Regions from separate parts of the Triticum aestivum genome. Here region 2 is linked to region 1. The links are chromatin contacts, called in public Hi-C maps. All regions are on one chromosome and are shown on one strand. Each heading gives the region's core, a stretch centred on a gene start, on an enhancer-like site or on the middle of the called end of the contact. The rest is flanking DNA. Distances are from core to core; before and after follow the strand shown. Region 1 holds the start of LOC123126274 (phenylalanine--tRNA ligase beta subunit, cytoplasmic). Region 2 holds the start of LOC123126286 (lysine-specific demethylase JMJ706).

Region 1 (6,203 bases), core at 2,582-5,081:
CAAAAATCTTCGTGTCTCCATTGCATTTGCCTTCTCCAAACCCTTCCCTTTACCTTCATATGCAATGTTTTACTTTCCGCTGCTATACTCTTAGAATTGCATGTGTAGGTTGTTTGCTTGACTTGTGCTAATTACTAAAATCTTCCCACAACTAAAATTGGGAAAATGATAAATTTTTATTTGGTCAAATAGTCTAATCACCCCCTTCTAGACATACTTTTGATCCTATACTTTCAGTTTGTCAACTGAATTGCTTGAGGACAAGCAATGAGTTAAGCTTGGGGGAGTTGATACGTCTCCGTCGTATCTACTCTTTCTAACACTTTTGCTCTTGTTTTGAACTCTAATTTGCATGATTTGAATGAAATTAACCCGGGATGGCATTGTTTTCAGCAAAATTGCCATGGTGTTGTTTTTATGCAGATATAAAAGTTCTCGGAATTGGACGAAACTTTTTGGAGATCTTTTATGGACCAAATAAAAAATACTGGAGCAAAGGCTCACTAGAGGCCCCCTACTGCCACAAGGCACTAGGGCGCGCCATGGTGTCTTGTGGGGCCCATGAGGCTCCGCAGAACCTAATCTCAACACTATAAATTCCTATTTCCCGAGAAAAAATAGGAGAGAAACTTTCATCATGTTTCATGATATGGAGCCGCCGCCACCTCCTATTCTTCATTTGGAGGGCAAATCTGGAGTCCGCTCTAGGCTCCATGGAGGGGGATTCGCCACCATCAACATCATTAACGATCCTTCATCACCAATTTTATGATGCTCACCGCCAGGAGTGAGTAATTTCTTCATAGGCTTGCTGGACGGTGATGGACTGGATGAGATTTATCATATAATCGAGTTGGTTTTGTTAGGGCTTGATCCCTAATATCCACTATGTTTTGAGATTGATATTGCTATGACTTTACTATGCTTAATGTTTGTCACTAGCGCCCGAGTGCCATGATTTTATATCTGAACCATTTATGTTTTTAATATACTTGTGTTCTTGATCCTACCATGCAAGTTATATGCACCTATAACGTGTTATGATCCGCATACCCCAAGGTGACAATAATTGGGATTCTTTCTGATGATTACCATAATTTAAGGAGTTCATGTATTCACTATGTGTTAATGCTTTGTTCTAGTTCTCTATTAAAACGAGGCCTTAATATCCCTTAGTTTTCTTATGGACCCCACTACCACAGGAAGGTAGGACAAAAGATGTCATGCAAGTTTTTTTCCATATGCACATATGACTATATACAAAATACATGCCTACATTACATTGATGAATTGAAGCTAGTTCTGCATCGGCCTAGGTTATAACTTTTACATGATGAATGTCATCCAACATAACTATCATCACCGATCCAATGCCGACGAGCTTTTCACGTATTGATCTTTGCTAAGTTACTACTATTGCTCCTACTGTCACAATCGCTACCAAACTACTATTGTTACCGTTACTGCTACTATTGCTACTGTTACTACTGCTATCAAATTATTATACCACTGTACTACTGATCACTCTGTCGTAGATATTTAGTCTCCAGGTATGATTGAATTGATAACTCAACTACTAATACTTGTAAATATTCTCTGGCTCCCCTTGTGTCGAATCAATAAATTTGGGTTGAATACTCCAACCTCGAGAACTGTTGCGATCCCCTATACTTATGGGTTATCACGAGGGCGGCCACGTTGGCGGCTTCCAGCTTGTCGCCCGCACCTTCCTCCGGCTAGCCCTCTTGGCCGACTGCATGGTCCGCTGCGCCGGCATGTGCTCCTTCTTGGCCTTGGTCGCCTTTTCGCAGACAACACATGGCTTGTCGACGGTGGAGGCAAGGGCGACGGGGGCGGCGGTAGCGTGTCGGCCATGGCGAGCGGGCAACAATGTTTGCGGGAGAAAGGGGGGATGAGGTGGATGTGCCACTGTGTGGCGGGCCAAAGGAAGGACAAGGGCAGGCGTCGCACGTATCCACGTCGACGCAAACCCGACCCAAACTTGGGCCTGAAATGGGTTGCGGGCGGACAAAAGCGGACACTCGTCCATTTACGTCGGTGCATTGGGCCACGATTCGTGTCCGTTTCGACACAAACAACGTGCACAGACAGAATGCGTCGGCGGGTTGGAGTTGCCCTTACATTTTTCTAAGGGCTTGTCTAGTTTTTTTTTTGATAAACACGTGTAATTCATGCATACTCATAACAATTACAGGTACATTAATTTAGATCTAAGATCCAAGAAAATACAAAGCAACTCCTATGGCTAAGAATCACAATGAAATCTCTTGAAAACACCTTCTTCGCCTTATTAATCTTCGCTAGAAGAAATACTCCGAAGACTTTGATAAAGAGGTTGCAATTAGATTGGAGCAACGATTTTATCACTCTTTCACCTGCACGAACATTACCAATAATGATTCTTGAAAGCGCCATGAGTCACGCATATAAAAAGATGGGAAACCTTGATTGATGAACGTACTTGGGCCAGAGATAATCCCCTAGAAGTGCAGGATGTCGGATCACAATATCTTCACCATTATGTCATGAAAAATTGCAACTTTCACAAAGATGTCTCATCTAGTTTTTTTATACGCAAAGATAGCTTCTCTAGTTTTTTTTAGGATCTATAAACCTTTATTAAATCTCAATGTTCATAGGGATCTGTAAACCTTTTTTTAGATGGCTCTTTTTTAGAGGAAGTTTTTTTTAGATCGAAATCATTAATTGAGGAGTACTCCTTGCGGAGATCATTTCAACTTTCCCAGGTAGCAACAAGTGGCGCGCTGCATGTGCGCCACTTGTCGCAACCTGACTGTTTTCCCTTTTTTTCGTAGATCCGTTTATTCAAAATGTTAAATGTTTTATCTTTTAAACCGTGCGTCCAAATCTCGAACCGTTTTCATTGTTGGATTCCTCGCGTCGAGATCTTCAAAACTAGATCCCATGTTGATAGGTTTTGACGAACTTTTTTTCACGAAAAAATCGGACGAAAAAAACCGACGAAAAAACCAAACCGGGAACACAAGTTTTTTTCCCTTTCTGAAAGAGGCACGCCCGTGCCTCTGACGAAATCATAACCGTGCCTCTCGCGGAAGAAAAAAACCCAGAAAACGCATTTTTCCCTTTCCGAAAGAGGCACGCCTGTGCCTCTCACGAAAGCACAATCGTGTCTCTCGCGGAAGCAAAACCGTTCCTCTCGCGGAAGAAAAAAAACAGAAAACGTGTTTATTTCTCGTTTCCGAGGAGGCACGGCGGTGACTCTCGCAAAAGCACAACCGTGCCTCTCGCGAAAGAAAAAAAACAGAAAACACATTTTTTTCCGTTTCCAAGAGGCATGGCCGTGCCTTTCGGGAAAGCACAACCGTGCCTCTCGCGAAAACAAAACCGTGACTCTCGTGAACAAAAATACGTTTTTTTGCGCAAATTTTTTTTTTTTCGAATTTTTTTATCGAAAAGCTAGGGAAGACCGGTGAAAAACCAAAATGTAAAAAAAATTCAAAAAAAAAACCGTTTAAAAAGCCGAAAACGCGTGCGAAAAAAAAACAAAATTCGAAGGGAGCGCCCAGAGTGCGACACATGGCGAATAGCTAAGAGCGCGCCAAGTGACGCTGATCGTTGCGAGGCTCCCGAAGGAGCCCTCGTTAATTAGTTGCTCCCTTTTTAGATGGCTTGTTTAGTGTTGTAATAAACGGCGGAGCTGGGCCACAGGCAGGCCAGGCCATGGCCTGGGGCGTAAGGAAATTCCCGAGCCTAGAAAAAGAAGTTGGCCTGGGGCGCAGCCCACTCTCTCTACCACTTCTGCTGGGCCTCGGCCAGTCAGCCCAATAACAAATAGCGGACGAGGGGACTGAGCAAAAGAGACGCGAGCTTTTGCCGAGAAGAAAGGAGCCGTGTCGTGCCCGTGGAACCCTATCCATCCCGCCGCCAGCCGCCCGGCCGCCGTGTCCCGTATCCGGTGTCTCGTTGACCTCCGCCCCTGCCCATCCGGTGAGCCCCATACAGCAGCGAGCAGTCCCCTTCCATCTCCTTCTTGGCTGCTTCCCTTGCTGATCTGCAGTCTTGCTTCCCTTGCTGATCTGCAGTCTGGCATCCTTCGGCGTTCCGCCTCAGCAAAAGGTATCCCCTTCTAGCCATCTCAAGTTCTCAACTCAAGCTTAAATTCCACAGAAAATGTGGCCGTGGCCCTCGGCATTAATGCCTTGATAGATTGAAACATGATTTTAATTAATTCTATTTGCCCTTATTATTTTTTTATCTCAATTGCCCTTAGTTTTGCAATTCCACAGAAAGGACCCGAAGGCCAATCTCCATTCGCTTTGTCATGTGATATAGTAGTAACTGCTTTGTGTTTTCTACTCCCTCTGTACCGAAATACATGTCGCTGGAGCAAGTCAGCTACTTCAGCGACATGTATTTCGGTACAGAGGGAGTACTTATTAAATTGCTAGTGTAATCAAAATTAGGTAGCTATTCCAGAACTCAGAGACTTGCTGCTACTCATCACTCTTTATCATTATTATTCTAAAACTGACTCCTAATGCAGCATCCATGTTAAGCCACGTCACGTTAAAAAGAATAGTCATTGCACGTGATAAAAAAAGTGCGACCACGAGCCCTGCGCCCACCTGTCTGTCCAAACCCCCTCTCAGCGCTTTCACCTCATCGGGCTCCCCCGCTGTTCTTGCTAGGTTAACAGGCTCGCGTGTCCTGCCGCCAGCAAGCAACACAGCCGCTGCTCGCGATGCCGACAATCAGCGTCGGCCGCGACTGCCTCTTCGCCACACTCGGCAGGGTCTATAGTAAGCGCCTCCCCCCCCCCCCCCCCCCCCCTCTCAACCCCACCGCATACTCCTTCCCTTAACCCGCCGCGAGAACACGTAACTAATATTGTTTCTTTGTTGTGGATGCTCCAGCGCAAGACGAATTCGAGGCACTCTGCTTCGATTTCGGCATCGAACTCGACGACGTGGTGAGCCGCAGATCTGTGCCATTTTTCTCTCCTACTCGCATGCTTTGGTATTTGGGTGTTTATTTCGTTTGATGTGATTTGCTTCATTGGGTTTGTGTAGACCACAGAGAAGGCCATCATCCGGAAGGAGAAGCACCTGGAGGAAGATGTCGAAGCGGACGGTGACGACGAGGTCATCTACAAGATTGAGGTTGCTGCCAATAGGTAAGCACATTTTGGTTTTGCCAGCTGAACTGTCTGTACAAGTGGCTAAACTGCTCTGACTTGAGTTGCTATGGTATGAGATATCTGTCTGTCTTCTGGTATCACTAGCTCAATTAGTCTGCATTGAGCTGCTAATTGTCAAATCAAATATGTGTGTATGAATTGGTGTCACCGTAGCTGTAATCATGTAACCGTTTTGCTTTCTTTTATTTGGGCGAGCAAATTTTGTTCTGCTATTCAGTTCAAAGTTTTTGGTGTTTATCGGCATCATGCATGGCATGTGTCACTTAATTGTTGGACTTTGCGGAGGTTGACCTTGTTATCCGTACTAATGTCAGCTCAAGTCTAACCTGCATTTATGGTGATTCTTTTGGTTTTGGCATCAAATTTGGAACCAACATCTGTAGGTTTTGTTCACTCTGATTTTTATTTAATTTGACATAAACTTTGGCTGCGCCATCCCTATATATGATGGTAATTCTTGTTACTGGTAAGGTTTTAATGAGTAGTTTATTTTGTCTTGCTACTTTTGTATTTAATTCTATTCTCTTGTTAATTTTGGGTGTAGTAAGAAATTATTTGGTGCTGTGGGACACTTGTAGTATATTAACTTGCTTTCTTGTACATGTTTGATGTGAGATAATAAGACTTCAAATAGTTGAACTTCCACACAGCACATTGTGTTCAACCACAAACTTTTGCTTTCTTTCCAGCAAAAGAGAAAGAACTGCTTTCTCGTATATGTCTGATGTGACATAAGACTTCGAATTGTTGAACCTTCAAATAGTCTACACTGGTTTTATAGATGGGAGTATCACCTTATTAGTATTGCTGGCATCAAGTATGCACTGGAAATGTCTTGGTTAGCCTTATGCTTTAACGATACGTTTTCTTAGTTTACTAAGTTCAATTGGATGACTTGTTGGTTGTTAAAAAATTACAAAGAATTAGCATAAGATTTCTTATGCAGTGTGATGTCCATTACAATGCATGCAGATATGATTTGTTATGTCTTGAAGGATTAGCA
Region 2 (6,229 bases), core at 1,577-4,076, 840 kb after region 1:
TAAGCAAGGAATAGGTTACATACTGGAATTGGCGTCTGCAGAAGTCTCAGCACAGAACTGGGGAGCCGTGAAAAATTCTACAAGCACAGAGGAGAACATCAATAAGACTGTCACGTAGCTAACATCACACACAGGGAGAAAGGGAGAGAGAGAGAGAGAGAGCACGAGCTTTTACCTTGAGGTTCCAGTTGCTTTTCCCAAGCTGATCGTGAGGAGAAGAAGAGAAGGCACTCCCATCAACATCACAAGCATATTCAACAAAATCCATCTTTCCAGAAGAGATTTCACGCCAGAATTCCTCCTCCACGTACCTAGCAGGGAGACAACTAGCACTGGAATACTTCTTAGAGAACACTTTGTTGGCCATTCTCTCGTAGTCTCTGAAAGTGTACTTTCTGCAGAATCGTGAAAAATGTGATGAGACTTGGAAGGCAAACTAAATAGGTACTGAAATAGACAGAGAGTAGCGCACCGTCCACTCATAAAAAAAGTGACCGTGTCGTCTTCAGCCCATTCAGCAAGACGAAGCGGCTGAACTCTAGTCATGAACTTAAAACCAGGTTGTTCCTTCATCAGCACGACACCAGCAGGCACAGAAGCGCTTACAGGAGCCACAATTTTGCAAATGCCTGGAGAAAAAGATGGCATGGTCATTATTTATTCATCCATTCGGTAATACACTGGCAGAAAAATGGGTTTGAGTTAAACGGAAGGTGTACCATATTTTGAAGCCACTGGGGAAATTTTCTGTATATACGCAATGGGATCCTCGAATTCCTCCTTGGTGGGACAATACACAGGGCACTCTGGTATGTTGTCTATCCACTCTAGGTTAGACATATTGAACTTGTCCACCTTGCGCTTTGCGAATGGATTATTGTTCTGGGCACTGCTAGTGCTAGGTAAACCCGCAGCAACGTTGTTGGCATGCAATCTCACCCCACAGTTTGCAGGAGTCCGCAGTGAATCCCCGCCGCTCCTCGCAGCCATGGCAGGATTGTCACCGGCGTCTATCTGAGCACTCAAACGCATCCTCTCAAGTCTCCTCTTCTTCAGAGTCTCGAGCCCATTCCTGACCTCTGCAGGGAGACAGTTCCGTCCCTCCACCTAAGACATAGCTAGATACATCAGAGAGTGAAGAAGCACATGCAGCATTGCAATTTATAACTTGCAAGCCGGCATTGACCAACAAAGACAGCAGGGTCAATATTAGCACCAATAGTTTGGATGCCACGAATTGGTCATAGGTGGAACCGAAAGAGCGGCAACTCCCAGCCAAGTCAAGAAAGCAATAGTCATGGAATCAAACACGGCACATTGATATCCTCCACGCGGGTGCTTCCCTGGCACGACCAACCGTCGCAATCAGTCTGCCACTGAATTTATCCAGAGCCGTTCTATATTCGAGGTATAAAAAGTCCTACTGTATCTCGTAGCAGCAATTCATAGAAATGCTCGTTGCTTTAAGAATAACGGTCTCTTTAATAAGAACAAATCCATAAATTTCGAATCCACGGCCATTAAATCGCAAGCACAACGATTGAGTGAGGTTCTACATACTGTAGAAAAATCGGCGGGAAGAAAGGAAGAGGAAAAAGGGTACTAATTTGTAGACTTGGTCAAAGGTATAATTACGCACATGCGGTACGACCATTGGAGTAGAAACTTGTGGAAAAGGGGAGGAAGATGCCACTGCCTGCTTGGCGCTTGCCGAACAATGGAATGCAACCCCACACGGCAAGGAATAGGACAGCCTAAACTTAACTTGGAGTACTACTACAGTAGTGATTTAGCACGAGCATCTTACTTAGCCCAAAGGAGAGGGGAAAAGGAAGAAATATACTGGTAGAAGCCCAGCTGGTGTGTTTGACTTCTAATCCTAACGAGGCGAGGGCGCGAGGCCAAATTAATACAGCTCATACGGTGATGATGATACCTATGAACAAATCCAAAAACAAAGAGATGGCATAAAAAAATAGTTCCTCCTGGTTTTCCAACATTGACGCCCTTGGAATTCACGGAGACGCAGAAACAGCAGGCATGCGAGTAATTCAACGGACGCGGATTCCTGCGTAACTCTGAATAATTCTCCCAATTGGCGTGGCTCGTGGCGGAATCCATGAATTGTTCGGCAAGGGGGGACGAAATTTACCGGGAAAACGACGCGGTGATTCGAATTCTAGCCTACGAGAGAGGAATCGAACAGTAACCGACCACGAACACGCATTAATTAAGGCAGCGGCGGAAGAGGAAGAGGAAGGAGAAAAGGCGCGAAGGAAGATGGAACGAGCGACGGAAGCGGAAATTACAGAGGGAGGCAGATCTCGCGACTCACCATGACTCCGGCGGGGCGCGGCGCGGTTGCGGAGGCCCGTCTAGAGAATTCCCCGGCGGCACGGGTCCCGCATTCCCCTCCGGACGAGCGGGCGGCGGCGGGGGTCCCTCCCGGCCCAACCGAAGCCGGCAGGCGCGGCGCGGCCCTCTTTCCTTCCTCCCGTCGGTTATTTTCCCGCGCGAGGTACGCGGGAGCGGGGGCTGGAGGTGGAGGCGGGGGTACTGGCGCAATTGAGGGCCAGCAATGGGGGGCCCACCGCGGGGGTTGCCGGCGAGGGAGGGGGTCGCCGGAAGAGGAAGGGAACGGGACGGGACGGGACGGAACGGGTCTCTGGTCTCTGGCTGTGGGGGAGAGGCGGGGAGGGTGATATGGGGAAACCGCAGAGAAGGGAGACGAGAGAGCCCCACTTGTACCCGTCGCCCACGCTTTTCTCTATCCCTCTCCCTTTATTTTCGCTTTCCTTTTTTTGCGTCGGGTTGGAGGAGGAGAGGGAGAGGGAGAGGGAGGCGACGAGGTCATGGGAGCGGCGTTGGCGTTGGCGTTGGCGTTGGAGTTGGTTCCACCAGAACTGACGCTAACGGAACCGCGTCCCCCGCGCGCTCTCTCTCCCCGTCCTGCCCCTCGGCCTCTCCACTCCTCGCCCATTGTCTTTCTTTGTTTCTGGTGGGACTTTTCCTTCTCCTCTCGCCTGTGTGACACGAGGGAGGGTGGAGGTGGGGTTAGTTGCTCACCTCACCTCACCTGCATGTGACATTTACTATCCTACCACCTGGGACGGACGGACAGTTGGCCCAAAAGGTGCTTGCGAAAACACACAAGTAAATTCCAGCTCCCCCTTTTTCTTGATTGAATGAACTACTCCTAGGTTAGCTCGCCACGTGTCGCGCCTGCATGAGATGACAGAGACCGCTGTGTCACCCGAGACCAATGTTGGCTTGACTCGGATTTAGTTACTTGTGCGAGTATATTCGCCTCTAGATGGATAGATAGAGTGGACAGGTGGCATTTTTCCACCATTCTAACCAGTACTACTAACCTGTTGGTGGTTTTGATTTGACTGAAAAGTGAAGTGATTTAACTAACCCTGGATTAGGGATACTAGGTGTAGGAGCGGTGGATGGTTTCCATGGTAGGTGGCTGGTCCCGAACCAACTCCCTCCCTCCCTCCCTCCATGGCCAAGGAGAGCCAACCCCCAGGAAAGGACGGGCGCGAGCATATATGATGGGTATCCTATTCCCATAGGGGCTGTGCTGTGGTGTGCTGTTGGGCTCACGGCACCACCTGGAACAGTGCAACCACCACACCACCCACATCCATTACTCCATCCGGAGAGGAGAGGAGAGGGGCAGTCCCGTCATCCCGCCCCTGTGTGCGACGTCGCCGTCGTCGCCGCTCCGTTGGGTTCTGTTGCGTCGTAATTAATGCCACGGAACGGAAGCCACTTGGCCAGCCTAGCAGCCCAACCTCCCCGGGCCACAGGATGCCGAAACGTGTCCTCGACGGACGGCAGCGATCGGGCTGCGGCTGATGCATGGCCGGTTGCGCGGTTGGAGATTAGGCGCCATCCGATCCCTCGTGTTGTTCCTTTCTTTGTTGCCGCGTCAACGCCCAAGGCCTCAACCGCCTGCCGGCTTCGCTCGTGGGTTCCTCCCCCTCTTTCGGCCGCGTGCTAGTAGTATTTTGTGCCCGTTTAAATCGCATCAAATGAGAAGGCCGCAGTAGCATCTCCAGTTCCCCACTCTCCAGCAGGAGAGGTATGGCTAACTAGTCTAGGCGTCACCAGATTCTCACCGACCAAAACCAGACTTAATAACCGAGACAAAACAGAATCCACCTGCCGGCGATGCACGGCAAAATTACTCCGCTCGGTCTCAGTGGCATCGCAGCAGCAGCAGCCTGGGTGTGAAGCTCGTGAGCCGAAAGCGGAAAGGGAAAAAGGCGAGGCAAAGCAAAGCAAAGCTGGGATGTGCTGTGCTGGGTGGCTCAGCCTCGTCCATGTGACGACCTTTTTAGGCTTTTTACTGCTGATGCCATGCTGCTGTCGTGACCTCTAAACTAATCCCCTCCCGTCAGTCAGATCTGTACTAGTACCGTCATCACGACACCAGTCACTAGCTGCTAACTCCTCGCTTCACTTCCGTCCACGCCAGCTCCTGCCTACGCGTGTCCCCTCTCCTTCCACGTTCCAGCCCGCCTCGTGCACATCACTTGTCATTTCCTTCCGACTCATTTGCACCGCTTGGCCAAATTTGGTAAAATTTCGTATTTTCACCCAGTTCTGTAGGATCTGACTCTGGTTCGATTTTTTTCAGATCTAACTCTTATCCTACCGCCGGAACCTATGACAGTAGGGTATAACAGGATATCGCCATGCCCCCTGGTGGTAGGTTAACGCCCGCCCCGTCAACCAGCTGTTTGCGGGTTGACGTGTCCTAGCTGCTCTATCGTCGGGGTAGACGGCGGTAGGGTACCTAAATCTACCGCCACACACTTCATGGTAGGATCTGTGCTGGCGCCAGCTTTCTGTGACAGAAAACGGGCCTCTTTTTGCGGTAGTTATCACATCCTACCGCCATCCCCCGCAGCGGTAGGGTGTGGCAGGCGCGACACAGTTTTGTAAGCGAAACTGGGGGCTTTTTTGCAGTAGGTTTTCACAACCTAGCGTCATGGGACATGGCGGTAAGTTGTGAGATCCTACCGCCATGGTTCCTAGCTGTAGCTTCTCTCCCTAAATTTTCTACAAGAACTTGACCATTTGAATTACATATATAACTTTGCACAGTGCCATAGATAAACACACAACAACAGCATATGAAAATATGATGACCTCACACATTATAGATAGCAAATGGTCATATCCAATAAGTTGAACATATGAAATATGATTCAACATAGCAAAAAAAGGTAGCAATAAGACAACACCGAGTAGTTCAACATGGCACAACTACTTTAACTAAGTGAGTTCAACACGAACTAGTCCCCCCCCCCATCCCTCTCTTGGCGGCACGCTCCTCGTTTTTCTTCGAGCAGCCTTCGTCCGGCTTGTTCGGGCGACAACGAGGGCGTTCTTTCTGGAACGGTGATGGACTCAAAACATCCTCGTGTGGATGAGAAACCCTCTTCTCCAGGGTTGCCTGAGTCGGTGGAGGTTCGTCATCGTCGTCGTACTCCTCCTCATCACCTCCTTCATCGTCACCTCCTTCTTCTTCTCCCTCTTCCACCTTGTCCTCTTCTCTTTGATCATCTTCTTCCTCGGTCTCGTCAACAATGCGAGACGACGAGGCGGCATGGCTAGAGGAACCTCCGCCGGCGTGGCTCGATGAAGCCAGGGCACGTGTCGACCCACGAGGAGCAGGAGCATGCATGTCAACCGAGGCAGCGCACCCAAGCATGCCCGCTAGCCTGCGGCAACGGTTCATGATCTTCTGCAAAAAAAGAAGAGAATGGCTTGGATTAGGTTTAGGGTTGCAAATAAGTAAGAACGTGACATGGATCAAATTTGTGGTTGCTCGAACAGAATGCTATGAGCTTAAAGTTACCTTCATCGCTTCCCTCATTTTGTTGTCACCCTCCACGATTCTGGGGTCATAACTTAGCGCATTCGAGACGTCAAAAACATTTCTATTCAACTCTGCGGTTGATGACCCACAAGTATAGGGGATCAGTCGTAGTCCTTTCGATAAGTAAGAGTGTCGAACCCAACAAGGAGCGGAAGGAAATGACAAGTGGTTTTCAGCAAGGTATTTTCTGCAAGCACTGAAATAGTCGGTAACAGGTAGTTTGATAGCAAGATAATTTGTAACGGACAAGTAACGGTAACGGTATCAAAAGTGCAGCAAGGTAGCCCAATCCTTTTGAGGCAAAGGACAGGCCAAAACGGTCTCTTATAATAA

What was found. A called contact is a pair of places that touch in the nucleus more often than the background predicts.
Region 2: a contact with region 1 is called in a Hi-C map of leaf, with 7 times the contacts expected there. The contact joins the promoter of LOC123126286 here to the promoter of LOC123126274 in region 1. A contact is called at or near these places in 2 of 5 Hi-C or Micro-C datasets (both in leaf).

What each region holds. Positions count from the first base shown.
Region 1 is chr1B:387,422,710-387,428,912 of IWGSC CS RefSeq v2.1, forward strand. LOC123126274 (phenylalanine--tRNA ligase beta subunit, cytoplasmic) reads left to right here and starts at 3,832. Exons shown (of 21, transcript XM_044546642.1): 1 at 3,832-3,990; 2 at 4,086-4,119; 3 at 4,692-4,802; 4 at 4,917-4,972; 5 at 5,073-5,176; 6 at 6,173-6,203. The coding sequence starts at 4,745.
Region 2 is chr1B:388,266,043-388,272,271 of IWGSC CS RefSeq v2.1, forward strand. LOC123126286 (lysine-specific demethylase JMJ706) reads right to left here and starts at 2,827. Exons shown (of 10, transcript XM_044546651.1): 1 at 2,336-2,827; 2 at 720-1,107; 3 at 473-629; 4 at 176-395; 5 at 1-77. The coding sequence starts at 2,338.